Linked DNA regions of Sus scrofa: region 1 is linked to region 2. A link is a contact called in public Hi-C data. All regions are on one chromosome and are shown on one strand. Each heading gives the region's core, a stretch centred on a gene start, on an enhancer-like site or on the middle of the called end of the contact. The rest is flanking DNA. Distances are from core to core; before and after follow the strand shown.

What was found. Hi-C and Micro-C count contacts between places; a contact is called where the count stands out from the background.
Region 1: a Hi-C map of retroperitoneal adipose tissue shows a contact between it and region 2, with 2.4 times the contacts expected there. The contact joins the promoter of BORCS6 here to the promoter of HES7 in region 2. A contact is called at or near these places in 1 of 5 promoter capture datasets (liver), 22 of 47 Hi-C or Micro-C datasets (adipose tissue, alveolar macrophages, brain and 12 more) and 2 of 2 datasets of contacts at active chromatin or transcription factors (alveolar macrophages and skeletal muscle).

The regions. Positions count from the first base shown.
Region 1 is chr12:53,405,360-53,408,070 of Sscrofa11.1, forward strand. It overlaps BORCS6 (BLOC-1-related complex subunit 6), which reads right to left and starts at 1,393. Exons shown (of 3, transcript XM_021067862.1): 1 at 1-1,393. The coding sequence starts at 752.
Region 2 is chr12:53,337,982-53,340,681 of Sscrofa11.1, forward strand. It overlaps HES7 (transcription factor HES-7), which reads right to left and starts at 1,355. Exons shown (of 6, transcript XM_021067858.1): 1 at 830-1,355; 2 at 436-502; 3 at 1-81. It overlaps TRNAG-GCC (a tRNA gene), which reads left to right and starts at 1,069; the gene lies at 1,069-1,139.

The DNA.
Region 1 (2,711 bases), core at 143-2,642, 67 kb after region 2:
GGGATGGCCGGAGTGGGTGTCGGAGCTGAACAGGGCCGCGCAGGGGCAGGGGGCGGGGGTTGAGGGGCGCCGCTCAGACGGATCTTCAGTTGCAGATTGTTGGCGACAAAGTGGGTGAGGTCGCCATGGCGGCTCACCGTGCCCTCGAGCTCCAGGGGGCTGGAGATGGTGGCGCGCCGCCCGCCGCCCGGGCCATACTCGGCACCCCCTGCGGACCCGGAGCCTCCGCACGCCCCGCTCAGCCCGTCCAGGCTGCGGCTGTCCTGAAGGCGGCTGGAGAACGAACGGCCAGTCCTGCCGGCTGCCGCCTCCTCCTCATCGTCTTCCTTCTCCTGCTCAACATCCATCCCGCCGCCTCCAGGGCTCCCCCGACGGCAGACCCTCTCAGATGCAGGCTTGTCCTCTGGCGGCTCAGGGTTCTTGAGCCGCAAGGACCCATGCGGATCATGCTCGGGACCCGGCGCCCCCAGGCAGCTCTCTGCCCCAGAAGGGGTCCCTCGCCGGCCCAGCTCATCCTCCCGAGGCTCCCGTTCCGGCCGGTGGACGAAGCTGCAGCCCGAAGGCTTTGGGGACGCCCTGGGGTGGCGGCTCGTGCCCTCAACGTTCTCGGCCTCTTCCTCTCCGGACAGCCGGAGGCCTGCGGGCGGCTCAGAGGGCGTTCGGCCCGGGCCGCCGCCGAAGATCGCGGCTTGCTGTTCTCCTAGAGCCAGAAGGTCCGCCTCGGGCCCAGGCCGCCCCCGAGGCGACTCCATACCGCAGTTGGGGGCAGGAACCGAGGAATTGGTTCGCCCCGGCTGGGAAGGCCTTGGCGGCTCCTTTAAGGGGCGTTGTAGAGGCGCGCCGATTGGCCACCGGCTGACAATGGTCAGGACGGAAACAACACTCTGATTGGGCGCGGCGACCAGGAAGTCCCAGAAGGAGCGCTGTTATTGAGCAATCGAACGCACGTGAGAGCCCGCGGGGTGGAGAGTAGGAGGTGACAGCTGCGCTCTTCGCCCAGCCCTTTCAAAAAGTTGAGGGGGCAGATCTTAAAGATGAAGATCCTGAAACGTTAGAGTCCACCGGGGGCGGGGCTCTGGCTTTTTCCGCCCACAGTTGCCAGGCCCACAATTGCCGCTTAACAAACACATCTGGTGAGGACAGGAATCAGGGTTCCTAAGAGAGGTTTTTGGGATGGAAGTAGTATATCCTGCTTGGACAGTCGGGATTGAACCGCGCCTAGTTGATCAGAAAGGATAAAACCAGAATTCTCAACAGAACATGAATGGTTCGTTCCATGGTTCTAGGAAATGAACTGCCCAGAGCGGCTCACAGTGGGCAGAGAAGCGGGCTTAAGCGCTTCTCTTCTCATTTGCCACTCTGTCTTCCCGCCCCTTCCAGGTTTGAGAGTTTCCTCTTGGAGGATGGTGTGTGATTTCACCACTAGGTAAAACATTCAATAAACGAATGAGCCTGAAGGTCAGAGTCCTGGTACCATTCTGATCTCATGTCTTCCCCTACTGCTCCTGCTGGAGCCACACTGGCCTCCTCACTCTTCCTGAGAAGACAGACATGCTGACGTCTCAGGGATTTAGACTTGCTCTTGCAACTACCCCCACCCCAACCACCCTTTTTTTGAGGCTAGGTCTATCAACCAAGAAAAATTTTCATCTTGGATATTCCTCCTTTCCTTCTCTCCTTCGGGTCCTTATTCGAATGCTATCTTTTCAGTGAGGCCTTCCTTACAGTGTTTAAAATTGCAACCACTTTCTCCAGCAATTCATCTTCCTTCCCTGCCTTTTCTTCCTAGCACTTATCACCATCTGGAATACAATATATTTGCTTACTTACTCATGTAAGTTCCAAGAGGGTAAGGCTTTTTGTCTCTTTTGTTCTCATTTGTAGCCCCAGTGCTTAGGACAGTGCCTAGCATATAGTAGGTGCTCAATAAATATTTATTAAGTAAATGACCCCAAGCCATTAATTTCTCCTTTTTGGCCTGAACTCATTCAAGATGTGTTTGCATCACTTCTCAGGCCAGGGAACCTACACCACAGCAGTGGCCTGACTCAGAGCAGTAACAGCACTCAATCCTTAACCTGCTGAACCACCAGGGAACACCTCTGGCCTCTTCTTATAAGGACACCTATCCCATCATGAGGTCCCCAATCTCATGACCTAAACCTAATTACCTCCAAAGTTCCCACCTCCAAATACCATCACATTGTGGGGTAAGGGTTCAACATGAATTTTAGAAAGCCCAAAACATTCAGTCTGTAACCAGGATCCAGAGTCATTCTTTTGGCCCCTCCCAGGGTATCTGAATCCCAGGGTTTGAGGACTCTTCCACCTCATCAGGCAGAGCCCATCTTCACTACAAAAGCTGGAATACCAAGCAGTCCCTTTCCCAGCTTCCCTGGCACATGGTTTAGGCTCCCACCACCGTCTACTGGACCACTTCTGCAGTGGAATGCTTCCTGGCTGTGTAAAACCCAAGCCTAGTTCTCCTAGAGATTCTGTGAATTACCCAGCATGCTGAAAATAAGGTCTATTTGTGCTTAAATGAACTTGAATTGTTTTCTGTTGCATGCAACCAGAAATCCTAGCTGATACACTCCCCCACTTTCCAGAAGGGAAGAAAGGACTAGCTTCCATTAGACCTCGCAGAAGAAGGATGCAACTTTCCCAAGAGCCCCAGTTAATCTCCCTCCACATCTCATTGGCCTAAACTG
Region 2 (2,700 bases), core at 105-2,604:
TCTGCGCTCTTTGTGCCCACTGGGTCCTGGTCTTGGCTGCACGGTTCATACTGGGATATGGACCTGAGGCCCAGCTTATCCCTGCAGGATAGTGGAAAAGGCAATGTGTTATCAAGCAGCTATTTTAAAAGCACAGTGAATAGGTCCTCAGAGAAAGGGTCATCCTGAGAATGGCTGGACTGGGCTGGAGGTGGCTGCGGGAGAGCCTCCAGGGATTTCAAGCACAGTTCGGAGGCGGAGAGATCTTTCCAGATAGAAATATTTGCTTCAAAAGTAATTACAGGAGATTCAGGCGTATGGCTGCCAGGACACCTGACACAAGTGTGCTCTGGTTGCTTGCTCCTGGAGACCCCACGTGATTACAGGGGAGCAAGGAGCAGACAGTTTTCTTAAAAAGACAAGAAAGGAAACCCAAAAAAAGGAATCAACACCCACCTCATACTAAGAGCATGACCCTCAGCAAAATGATGCGTGCACATCTTGGAAACTTCAGGACAAAGTGCTTGAGAAGATAAAACCGATGATTAAATGGGACAACAAGAATTCCAGGGACAAGGACACAGTAAGACAGGGTTGTAGATAGCTTCGGAGTCAGGGATGGATGGGGTTCAGTGCCCGACCACAGCTTGTTTTTTCACGGAGCCTGCCTTGCCAAAATCCCAGCCGGATGGACCCAGACCTTGGGGAGGGCGCTCCCATTTGGAACCAGGGAGCCCAGCACATCACACCTCCCCCTACCTGAGCCAAATGGAAGCGCAGATGTGTGGCCCCAGAAGTCCCCCGCTGCCCCCCTCCTTGGGAACCTGGGCTCGGGCTGAGTTTTTCTCACCTGCACGCGAGGCTCGGGGGCCCGGGCAGTTCGCACCCGGGTGTGGGGCCGCCCCTGGCCATATGGGGTGACTTTATGGCCGAGTGACCGGATCCAGGCGGGAAGAAGGATGGCCTGGGCTCCACCCACGTCAACTATCGAGAGTCTTTGCTGAATCCCTGACTACACCGTTTTCCGGGCCAAGGTCGGCTCAACTCCATGTGAGCTGAGATAGGATCTGATGAAACACCACACCGCCTGCATTGGTGGTTCAGTGGTAGCATTCTCGCCTGCCACGCGGGAGGCCCGGGTTCGATTCCCGGCCAATGCAGAGTTTCTCTTTTCTCCTTTTTTTCGTCTGTCCTCCCAAGGTGGTTCTCTGATGTACCTGAGAAGCATCTTTGTTTAAGGTTTCTACCAAATATTAATCCTGTTTAAGTTTTCTACCAAATATTAAATTAATCCTTAAGGTTTTTACTCTATGGCAGTTTGAGGCCCCGAATCGAGACCCTGTTTCTGAACGTGTTCACACTCCCATCCTCCCGGCCTAGGGGTCCGGCTGTCCACACCCCTCCCTCCGCCCCTCGCCCGCACCTCCGCAGGCGTGACCCTGAGAAAGGACCTGGCGCCGGGATCCCTGCCCCGGGGGTCCACTCAGCTCCCTGCGGGGGAGGGGCGAGGTTCGCCCACCCCGCAAACTCTAAGGCCCTCGCTCTTCTTTCCTTTTCTCTTCCTCGCTCTCTCTTACTTCCAGTTTTCTGAAAGCCGCTTTCTTTTTCTAAGTCCACGGTCTCAGCTTTTGTCCCGCCACCTACGTCTCCGCGTTCCTTTCGGCGTCTGTCTCTGTATCTTTCATATTCTTTCCAGGTGTCTTAGCAAAGTCTGCTGCTGGTCTGTCGGGGTCTTCAGTGGCTTCTGCATCTCCGGCCTCTGCGTGTCTCTCTCAGTCCGCGTCTCGGTCTCTGGGATCTTTTCCCTGGGACTCTGTCGCCTCCTGGCCCTCTGCGCTCCCACGCTCCGGCCACCCCCTGGGAAGCTCGCTCACACCTCCAGGTTCCTGCCACCTCCCCCCGCCCCTTCCCGGCCTCTTTGATCCCGCACGCGTCGGGGCGGCGGGTGGCCGGGCTCCCGCCAGCTGCCGCGGCCACTTGTGAGCAGAGGAGGGGCGGCCCGGGCTCCAGGGCTCGCGGCCCCGGTTTTCCGCGATCTTCCGGGCGGCTCCACCTCCCTCCGCGCCCCTCCTTCGGGCACAGTCTCCGGCTGCTGCGAGCCCGCGTTCTCGGTCGCTGAGTCTAGATCTGGGTGTCTCGGTCCCTCTCTCTGGAACTTACCTCGGGTCTGTGTCTCGGGATCCCGTCTCCTGTCTCTTCCAGCTTCATCTGGGCTTCATCTTCCTGCTTCATTTGCGCAAGGCTCGAGGTCTTTCGTTTTCGTCTGGGGACTGTGTCAGCCCCTGGGAAGGCTCACTTCTCAACTCTAAGCCAAGCAGTGGCCCCAGAAGGAAACCCTACAGCGGTCTGGGCATCTGAACGTGCGCGCAGCCGCTGTCAGTGGAGGGCCTCTTGTGCACCAAATGTTGATAGGCATTGAGGGTACCTTGGATCTGGGCTCTCCTGACACATTATAGTGGGGGAGGGGAGACAGACAATGAGAAAGCAGAAAGTAACATCAGGCTGTTGTAAGGGTCGGGATGGAGGACAAAGGTCACGACAGTGAAGGACTAGTTGACTCTGGGCGATCAGGTAATGGGGAAGAAGCTTTGTGTTCTGTGACAAGTTAATCACTACAGGGAAGGTTGCCCTGCAGCTTAAATTACACATAACGACCCACCTCTGGGACCCCTGCCTCCCAGGTAATGTGCATTAAGCTAAAATAACTTCGTTTGGCTCCCA